2 separate regions of the Drosophila melanogaster genome follow, and region 1 is linked to region 2. The links are chromatin contacts, called in public Hi-C maps. All regions are on one chromosome and are shown on one strand. Each heading gives the region's core, a stretch centred on a gene start, on an enhancer-like site or on the middle of the called end of the contact. The rest is flanking DNA. Distances are from core to core; before and after follow the strand shown.

Region 1 (5,395 bases), core at 1,975-4,474, 110 kb after region 2:
AAAGAAGCTGAAGCTCAACAAATCCAAGGACAAAAACCGCTTGGTGCGGAAGATGTTCAATGATGGCCTGGACTACCTGCTTGACTTTGTCCTGGATGACGAGGAGGAGAAGCGGAAGTGGGAGGAGAAGCAGGAACGTAAGAAAAAGCTGAAGGAGCAGCAAGAAAAGGAGGAGGCGGGAATGTGGAGCGATGAGGAAGAGGATAAGGAGGACAGGGATGAGCCCATGGATAACTTCTCAGAAGATGACAGTGGCTCTGAGGGTGAAGATGATGATGAAGACCTAACTGGAGAGGAAGAACAAAGCGAGGAGGATTCGGAGCAGGAAGAGAATGCACCTAAGAGTGAGTACATTCATCGTTTAGAGTTTTTCATTTAATTAACGAATTAATTACAGTTAAAGAGGACATCTACGGACGCAAACGCGACGCCGAGGGAAACATCCTGCCTGATCCCGTGGAGCTCGAGGCCTCAGCCGCCGGTCAAAAGTACATACCGCCACATCAGCGAGCTTTGATGGCAGCCAGCGCGGGATCAAGTGAAAAACAGGCAGAGATACTAGCTCGCCTTCTAAAGCAATGCAAGGGTCTGCTCAATCGTTTGTCAGAAGCGAATCTGCACAAGATTGCCGCCGGCATCGAGGAGCTGTACATGAAAAACTCCCGCTACAACATGAACGAAACACTAACCAAGTTAATTCAAGAAGCCCTTCTCGGCTACACGCGAACCAACGAGCGAATGGTACAGGAACACATGGTGCTGCTGGCCTACCTACATGCCCAGGTTGGCAGCGAGATTGGAGCGCATTTCCTGCAGACTTTTGTGGAGTTATTCGATGGTTATGTCAAGAACATCGCTACCCTGGAGGTGGAGGATAAGCAGCTGAATAACCTAGTACTGGTGCTCTGCTACATGTACCTCTTCAAGATCTACGAGCTGAATTTGCTGATGGAGCTCATAGGCAAATTGTCAGATCAGCTTTGCGAGAAGAGCGTGGAGTGCCTTTTGCTGATCTTCCAGTCCATTGGCTTCCGGCTGCGCAAGGACGATCCACTGGCCTTTAAGACCATGATGCAAAAAGTTCAATCGCAAATTGCTAGTGCCCCACTGGAACTGAAAGAGAATCCACGCCTGCGTTTCATGGTCGATATTCTAAATGCAGTCAAAAACAACAATATGCAAAAGCTGCCGCAGTATGATCCCGAGTTGGCGGAGAATCTGCGAAAGCGTTTGAAGGCCATGCTGAAGAATGATCGCTACGTGGTGACTCTGAACATAACCCTGGAGGACCTCCTGCGTGCTGATAAAGTGGGCAAATGGTGGATTGTGGGCTCTGCCTGGACGGGAAATCTGGATGAGATGGGATCCGCCAAGCAAAAGCAGGATAAGAACTCATCGAAGTCTGCCAACGGAGGTTTTGCGGATCAGCTACTGGAGCTGGCCAGAAAGCAGCAGATGAACACAGCCGAAAGGAGGAATATCTTCTGCATCATCATGAGCGCCGCCGATTATGTGGACGCCTTTGAGAAGATTCTGCATTTGTCTCTGAAGGACCAGCGAGCGGTGGCCTACGTGATCATCCATTGCGCTCTGAATGAGAAGCGTGCTAACCCCTATTACGCTCATTTGGCACTTAAGTTCTGTCAATTCAACAGAAAGTATCAACTGGCTTTCCAGTTTGCCAGTTGGGACAGAATCAATGATATCGAAAAGCTTTCCAAGCCGCAGATTCGCAACCTGGCTAGTTTTCTGCAGCAAGTAATCCTAGCTGCTGGTCTGCAGCTGTCAGTGCTCAAAGTAGTCGACTTTATGCAGCTGGACAAGCTCAGCTTTTACTTTATGAAGGAAGTGATGGTCAGGCTGCTTTTGGCTAACGATGAACGCGAGATTTATCAGACGTTCGAAAGAGTTGCCAAAAACACCAAACTGCAGCAGTTTAAGCAAAGCGTAAGGCTCTTCCTGCAGCATTTTCTTTTGCAAGAGGAACAGCTGGACAAACTTAAGCTGAAGGACGAGGATCGACAGCTTCTGCAGCAGCGCGTTGATCACATAGACAAACTTTTAGCCTATGTGGACCTGTAGTTATAAGTTGTAAATTTGTAAAATATTCATAATGAGGATGCTATAAAACAAATAAAGGACAAGTTTTTGTAAAATAGGAAGGCATGTGTAATTTATTCCTAAGGCAAAAATTAACAACTAACATAATAAACTAGTCGAAGCTTTGGAGGAGATCGCGTGCCCGCCGGTACTGCGTGGACTCGATTAGCTTTCGCCTTTCCGCCTCGTCCTCCAGCTTTTCGCCCTCCTTGTCCAGTTTCTGGATCACCTCCTCGGCCAACTGACTGATCTTTGAGCGCGCTGCTCCCTGGGAACTGGCCAAATACTCCAGAGCAGTTGGCCACAGCTCGTCATCCAGTTTCTCCACATCAAAGGCGGTTTGTTGTATGGAAATCTGTCGCAGTTTGTTGAACTTCCAATCCTGGCGGGATTCCTTCCATTTTAGAAGATATTCCTTGTTGACTTTGGCATCTTTGTTGGAGCTCTGACTCTTTTGGGCCTCGAGGCGCTGCTGGTGCTTCTGTTTCTTCTTTTGGCGCACTGTAACCACTGCATAAGCGTTCTCCGGACGAGCTGCTTCTTTTAGTTGCGCTGCTGTGGGCTGGGAGTCCACATCGTCGTCTTCATCCGAGTTATTTTCCTGCGTTTTGCTGCGTTTCAGCTTTTTGGTTTCGTTGGCATCCTGGACTTGTTTTCTCTTCTGAGGCTTCTGAGGAAGACTTTCATCGCTTCCACTGGTGGCCACCTGCTCCTCCGCTTGGTTTTTCCTGCTTTGTTTCTTAGTGGCCGATACTTCTGATTCTTTATGCCGCCTCTTGGCGGGTTTATCTGTAAATGTTGGACATGTTACACAAAGCCGATATAGATTTGAGCTGAAACACACCTGTTGGAACCTCCTGTTGATCTACCTGTGGAGCTAGAATTAGACTTTTGTTGGCCACCTCGTCGTCGCTGGCCGCATGCTCAGGGTTCTTAGTCACCTCGTGCTTGCGTTTTTTGCCCTGGCGCTTGACCTTTTTCTCCAGTTCAGTGCGGGCCATTTTAGAAGCGTGTCGTTTAAAAATTAACTTTGTACACCAAGGTTATTCAAAAGAAAATTTAAAAAACTTCTTTAGTTACAAACAAAATGTGTTTCTGTCTGGCGTTGCCAAGCTGGGCCTGAATACCGCTGTTAGCCAACACTGAAAAGTGGGCTGCTTTCGCAGTCTGGCACCAGACTCACCATATGACTAACCACAATCAATCTGGCAACGGCGCCAAACAAATGCCAAATCTTAGCTTTCGTTTAACAATAAATAATCAAAACAAAATAAGCAAGCTATAAATCATAAAAAGTGCATTTCGCGTGTGTATGGGCAGCGCCTATGCCATCCCACCGTCTCTTTTTAAACGAAATCGCGCCAAAATCAACGAAATACGTGTCGTCCTAAAGGCGCGTAAATAAAACCGGTGTGATAGTTGTGATTAATTAATGTAAGAGTGATTAAGTAGTTAACTAAGCTTTGATTAAGGTATAGAGCGGTATTAGCCATATTACAGGTAAGTCTATTGCGAATTTGTACATATACCATTTTCAATCCGCGGCGGCAACAACAAATCCAGCCGGCAAAATGCAACTGTTTACTTGCGCGTGTGTTTGTGTTTTCGGCAGTGCGTGCGCGTATGTGTGTGTCACCGGCAAATAAATATGAAAATTCCTGTTTATCGGTTTTAAAACGACGAGGAAATATCCAAATGTAAATTTAAAAGCAAGGAAAGGCGACATATTGATGAAAGCAAAGGCGGGTGTCCTGCAACAGCTGTTGTTTGCTTGGTGGAGTGGTCGCAAGGTCCTGCGTTCCGGCTGCATTTTTCAAGGTACGTACAAGTGTGGGTGTAAGTCGCCATCAAAACTTACCGTTATAAGTTAAGCAATTACACGTTTTACCGCATTAACTTTGATTTGCGAGGGCGGATTATCATGTTTTCAAATATACATTCCAAAAGAAATTAATTGTTAATGAATGCTTGTCGAACAAAAAATATCTTTAGGTGGGCAGAACTGAATCCATGAAGAAGTTATAGTTGAAATTAAAAATTTTCTATAAAACACATATGTCGAATTTTTCTAAAATATATATCCCGGAAATATTTCTTTCAAAAATTCCTCGCCAATTGGGATTTTCCTTTTAACCGCTGAACGCCGGCGCGCCTTCCACACAAAAATCATTGTAAACAAATTGCAACGTCGAAATGTTCACACATAATTTCTTCATTATGCTTTGGCTCTTTGAGTGGTTTTCCGGCATGGGCTAAAATAGCATTTTCCGACTTTTCCTCAGTTTTCCGCCCATGTCGAGTGAGAGAAAAGCTCTCACTCAGGGATCGCCTCAGAATTTGTTGGCCATTGGATTCCTCCGCTGGCCATTCAGTTCTGCTTTGGTTGTGTTCCCGGTCGCATCGCGTTTTCCCTCGCGTTTTCCGCTTTTCCGTCGCGGTCTTCGGTGGCTTTCCACGCGTTTCTATCCCAAGTTCTAAGCAAATCTCTTTCGGATCCGAATCGAAACAATCCCAAAGATATTTCAGTAATTTTTCGGTGGTGTACAAGCGTTTCGAGATATTTATCGTGAATATCTTGGCTTATTTGCCACTATCTGATTGTTGGGGCGGCATCTTTACTGGCTAATTGGATTGCCCACAGTCACAACAACAAAAGTGCAGACAGCGAGCTGTCACAACAAATAGAAAAAAAAAGAATAAGGCTAACGACTCCGGTTAACTTCGCCGGTTGCACGCGTGTGTTTCCCTGTGCCTTTCCACTAATCAATATAGTGGCATTTGTTTTGCGCGCGTTTTACTTTCTAACATACTTCGGCACCGCGGCTCTGCCCCGCGGACCCTACTTTTAACTTAACCCCCGCTGACTGCGGTTTCTGTGACAACGTGAGCGGCCTAAACAAACCCACCTGAAAGGCCAACCCCAAACGGAACGCAGGAAATATCGTCCAACTTTCTGTTCTGGAATGATAAAGCTCGGCATGTTGTAAATGCTCGACAGTACGCGCTATAAGTGTAAGTGCAAGTCAACCACCATTTCTTTTGAATCTAATACATCCTCCGCCCCCTGACTAAAGATCATAATATTAATAATAGTCTAAAAATTCAGGAACACAACTTAATATGATCCAATTTAAAATCGTCTTAGATCTGTACGCTCATTTTCTCGCTGTGCAATTTCCTTATTTGTTTATAAACATTTCGGCACATCCGTCGAAACGACTATTACATCAGCTGAGGCGAGGAGGTGTGGACGAGGTCCACTTGTGTGCGTCCATCATGATTCAGATTCTGATTC
Region 2 (5,148 bases), core at 992-3,491:
TGGCCTGCAGCCTGGGCCAATCTTCTGGCTTAAAGTCGTTTGGACTGCATCCGCACCAATCCACCACATGCTTGTACTGGCATTTGCAACCCTGCTTCCGCTTCCAGTTGGTGACGTGCAGGTTGTTGTCCACATAGCTCGTGCAATGCTTGGTATTCCTGAGGACCGTGTGGAAAAACGATTCCGCCGGCAGGAGCGTGTGTCGGAAGAGCTTTAGAAGAGCCTGCAACAACTCATCGTCTTCCCTGGGATGAGTAACATAGCCCACAAAAGGTCGTGATAGCGCCACCCAGTCACTGCCTCCGTCCACTTGAATGCCAGCTGGCAACTTCCGATCTCCTATTCTCCACATGTGCGTGTCGCACTCGACGAACGTCTTGTCCAAGCCCTGCTTCTGGATGAACTTCTGTGTCTCCCGGCCGTGGCCCTTAACAAAGTTCCTGCCAGGATTGGCGCTCAAGAAATCCACCAACTTGTCGAGGGTCTTCACTGGAAAATCACTTTCGCTAAGGTTGATCACAAAGTCCCAGTGCCAGTTGGACTGCAGTAGGTCCTCCATGCACTGGAGCAGCATGGTCAGGAGAGAGGCTCCACCCCATATGGTGGAGAATCGCTTCCGAGCCAAACGTATGTTGGGGAACTTTGACTCCAACTCCAGCAGCTTTCGGTACAGGTAATCTTGGCGCTAATAAAGAAACAGACTGTTAAATTGAAGTAAACCAAATACTACGAGTATGATACGCATATCTTTTTAAAAGCCGCACAACGCACACCAGCAATTTGTAAGTGGGCTGGGCAATTAGAGTACAATGTAAATTAAATGCAGTGCTGATTGTGCACTTGACAAGCCAGTTCAAATAACCAGTAACTGTGTATGCAGTTCAAGGCATGTCTGAAATAGCTTGCCGTCGACGTACCATAAACATCTCAATCAGTGGCCAACTATTTTGGCCGCCAGTGTGTTAAATTGTGCAAATTAGCGCAATTAATCGCGCGCGCTTTAATTGCCGAGTTCCGGCCAATGACCCACCTCGTCCACATGGATGTAGTAAACGTGCTCCGGTGCATAGAGCGCCTTCAGAAGTCGGTGCACCTGACGCAGCGCTCTTCCGTTGAGCGTCAGCAGAAATGCGATCCGCACGCGCTTCGTTTCCTCCGAAGGAGTGGTGGCCGCCAGTTGAGCGGTGAACTCTGCAAGAGATGCAAAAATTTTCAAATATACAATTTAAAGATTATGTTACCAACTTAGCATAAGCATAAATGAATGTAGATTCATAATACTCCACACTCACTGGCTATTCCGGTCTCGTATATGTTCATGGCATAGAATCCGCCGCAGATTTCCTTGGCGTTGCCCAGGCACTTGGTGTTGCAACTGGAGTCCGGCAGCTTCGACGCTTTAGGAGGCGGGTCGTAACCGCAGAAGCACTCGCGACCGTACTGCACCCCTGCGTACGGGTAACCGCTTTGCAGACATAGCTCCACGCATTTGGCCGGAGAATTGGAGGTCTTGGAGCTGCTGTAGTAGCCGGCCAGAAGGCGGCGATCTTTCTCATCCTTGAAGCATCCCAAAGAAACGTTCGCCGTGTGATTACCAGCTGGACAGCTGCTCCGGAGCTGCGGCGCATAGAAGCGTCCGGCTTGGATTGCGCAGGCGATCTGCGCGATATGTTCTCGACAGTCTTTCGTTTTGGCGCGCTGCAGGGCGGAGATGGCCTCTCTGGCGAGAATGTCGCACTCTGGCTGGAAGCCCAGTTGCTGGGCAGTAAGCTTGGTCCTGGCGGGCGGTTGGACCCGTGCCTGAGCATGCGGAGGCGGAGGACTGGCAGGCGCTTCAGCCGCATCAAATCCGGAACCGGAACCGCCGCCTACGATGTCCAGGGACTTGTAGGCCAGGAACAACTGGATGGCCACGATAAGCAGCAGGATGAGGAAGAATGCGCGATAGCGCTTCAGCCAGCGGGCGGACACAGACTGCTCCATGGCTAGTTGTATCTCCAGGGGCTTTTGCTCCAACCTCCGCTGCCAAAGACGAGATGCTGCTCCTCTGGAATCTGGACGTGCGTGTGGGCTGTGATCCGTGATGAGCTGTGGAGACGAGGCGGGGACATGTTTTGCTCTCTAGTGCTGGCGGGCAAAGCATTTGGACTGGTTCGTCTGGCTAATTAATAACATTTTTCCACGGAAAAGTCTCCCCGCTCGAGCAGTGTGACCGTACTACGGCGGGAGGCTAAATACTGCACCCACATCGCAGCGATGGGCGCCTTCAGCAGTGATTTGATTCAGTGATTTCAAGTTTGTAAGGCGGTGCAAGGAATTAATAAAATTAATTTGTAGTCACCATTAATATATTATAATTTAATAACTCTCTTAACCTGAATTGATTCCGATATATGTGTGTGCTTATGTGAGGTGTATTTATTTCGATAGCGTGACTTGACCAAATCACTGTTACTTCAGAATTGCAGCTGAACACATAAACAGCTGTCGCAGCTGAGCTGTGTTGAAAAATTCAGTCGAAGGGAGTTTATTTGTATAAATACCGAAACAATGGTGGATCCCAACCGAAAGATAAACCGTCTGGTCGAAAGGGACCTGAACTTCCTGGAGTCCTGCGAGCTTGAGTTCGCAGACCGCTTCACTGACGACGACCCAGAGTTCATGGCGCACTGCAGCAAGCCTGTGCCGGAGCCGCCAATTGTGGAGAACTGGATGGGAGGTGGCGGAGGAGGAGGCGGCTTCCAGGGCGGAGGAGGCGGTGGTCATCCCTACCACAATCGCTACAACGGACATCGCAGAGGAGGCGGCGACAGGGGCTGGCAGCGACGAGGAGGAGCTGGCTACCACAACAACCAGGACAGGGGATTCAGGGGTAATACCCGGGAAGAAGCTCAGTTTCTATTTATAGCTTACCAACGCATTTGTTCCCACAGACAACCGGCGCAACAACAGATACGATCACATCGATCGCCGGAATCGGTACGAAGGAGGCGGAGGGTCCGGAGGATCTGGAGGCTACAAGCGCTCCCATGATCATAACCAGAGAAATGATACTCCCAATAACGAACCACCCATGAAGGTCAGACGCGACTATGGAAACTTTGTGCCTGCATCCAAGGATTAGTTATCGAATATATCAAATAAGAATACTCTGCATTACATTGAAATATTCACATTGACGTTTATTTAATGGACTTAAGACTATACTAATTCCTGTAATCCCGCTTAAACGGCCGACTCAGATATATCCTTTTGTTCCTTGTCCTCGACAGCCGACATGCCCACGCCCATGGCGCTAAACAGATTGGATACAGGACCTGCGCCGCCAACCTGCGATTGGTAGCTATCCATCATGTTGCGCAGCGTGTTTACGTTTATATTGATGGGCTCAAAGTCCTCAATGTCATCGAAATCGTCCTCGTCCGCCTGTGGAGCTGTCTTCTTCTTGCCGTGGAAGGACTTGCCCACGCTGGTCTGAGCCAACTCGCGGTCCATCTGCTCCATATACGATTGAATCTGTCGATCGAGTGGGAACACACTGCCGCCTCCAGAAAGTGCATTTAGATTACTCTCCATGTCGTCCTCGTCCGCGTAGTCGCTCATCTCCGAGGTGGAGTCCCAGTTGTCCTCGGGTATTACGAAATCCAGGAAATTCCGCACATGGGTGCTGTCCGGTTCCTCCGGCTGGATGACGGAATTGCGCTGGCACGCCTTGCGCATGGAGGGATTCTTCTTGACCTTTGCTGTCAGTCCTGTGGAACCGTTTGCCTGCGGCGGCGGCTCGTCATCGTCTGAGTCCAGTTCTGGCTCCTCGAGCCCTCGGTGCTCAATGCCCTCGTAGTTGGACTGCCGATCTAAGAACTCCGCCAGCTGCTTGGTGAACTCCTCGGCATTCATTTGTCCGTTCGGCTTGTAGAGCTTCTTGGGTCCGTAGCGATCCTGCAGCATGGAGTCTAGATCCTCAGCGCTGATATTCAACCACTCATCCGAGTCGCTGGGCTGCAGGTTGTTCTCCTCATCGCGCAGCTCCTCGGAAGCAGCCTCCGCTGGATGGAGCAACAGGTCGAGGATCTCGGCACCCGCTCTGGAGGCTGTGCGGAAACGCTCCTGGTTGCCACGAAAGTACACCTTGGCCTTGTTCAGCAGCTCCTGGTACTCGGCACTGCCCTCGATGTTGTCCCGGAAGTAGCCCTTGCTCAGCAAGCTCCGCAGATACGATCGCCAGGCAGGAAGGTCCTCCAGCTGTTGGCCCTCAACCCGCTTGGCTTGAGTGGCCAGGATCTCCAGTCCACTGGCCAGCTTCAAGCCCAATAGTTGTTCCTTATATCGTTCCGGCTCGGATACAGGATCCGTGAGATGCCAGCCGAGTCTCTTCTCGGGCAGATACTGCTGGTGCGACAACATGGCGTACAGACAGCGGGTGAAACGCACGTTGGTGCGCACGCGTGTGGCCTCCGGTGGGAAATATCGCATGGTGCGAAGTGCCTTGATGTCCAGCGAGTCCCGCTCGCAGAAAGCCCTAACCGCCGAGGAGAGCAGCCTTGGCTTCTGTTTCAGAAGCTGTGCAGCGCTATGCGGGAGCTCCAGCACCTGGCGATGAATGGAGAAGTGCGGCTGAGCGATCTGGTACTCCTTAAGCCGCGCGTCAATGCACGACTGTATCTCCTGCGAGCAGCGGTACAGGGTGGGATTCATTCGTATACGTTGCACAGCCATGGCCATGGTCAGTGGCTTGTCCTGGCTGCTGGCGGCGGAGTTCTGGAGAAGCTGCAGGTGACCACCGACCAGATAAACGCGCTGCTCGCACGTTTCCGGAGACGCCCAGTCGGGCAGGGCGTCCGCCGCCTCGATGAGCAGGAACTCGCCATCCGAATCGCTCACCCGTGCAATGCAGTCGCCGCGTGCACGTGTGATCTCCGTGAGCAGATAGACAACGAACCACTCGTCGCTGATGTTGTCGCCATAGTGGGTTACGCCGTGGAAGTGCGGTGGGAGGTCGCCTGGGCGGGGACATGGAAATGGATGATTTCGAATTGCAGAAACAAAGCTATTTATAGCACATTGTGCGCATACCCAGTTCCGCCTCCTCCTCCGGGTTTGTCTCCTCGTTCAGCAGGCGCTCCTCGGCGCCGCCCAGCCTCACCTGAA

What was found. Hi-C and Micro-C count contacts between places; a contact is called where the count stands out from the background.
Region 1: a Hi-C map of the OSC cell line shows a contact between it and region 2, with 6 times the contacts expected there. The contact joins the promoter of CG15877 here to the promoter of oxt in region 2. A contact is called at or near these places in 53 of 107 Hi-C or Micro-C datasets (the Clone 8 cell line, the D17-c3 cell line, the Kc167 cell line and 15 more) and 5 of 6 datasets of contacts at active chromatin or transcription factors (the Kc167 cell line and the S2 cell line).

What each region holds. Positions count from the first base shown.
Region 1 is chr3L:2,374,332-2,379,726 of dm6, forward strand. CG15877 reads right to left here and starts at 3,225. Exons shown (of 2, transcript NM_139461.2): 1 at 2,945-3,225; 2 at 2,153-2,889. The coding sequence starts at 3,101. The coding sequence ends at 2,213. It overlaps CG9004, which reads left to right. Exons shown (of 2, transcript NM_139460.2): 1 at 1-344; 2 at 398-2,157. The coding sequence ends at 2,082. It also overlaps a transcript of Svil not described here.
Region 2 is chr3L:2,260,423-2,265,570 of dm6, forward strand. oxt (peptide O-xylosyltransferase) reads right to left here and starts at 2,242. Exons shown (of 3, transcript NM_139448.4): 1 at 1,293-2,242; 2 at 1,031-1,191; 3 at 1-685. The coding sequence starts at 1,983. It overlaps CG13807, which reads left to right and starts at 2,497. Exons shown (of 2, transcript NM_139449.2): 1 at 2,497-2,872; 2 at 2,934-3,193. The coding sequence starts at 2,551. The coding sequence ends at 3,124. ecd (ecdysoneless) reads right to left here. Exons shown (of 2, transcript NM_139450.3): 1 at 5,074-5,148; 2 at 3,159-5,000. The coding sequence ends at 3,226.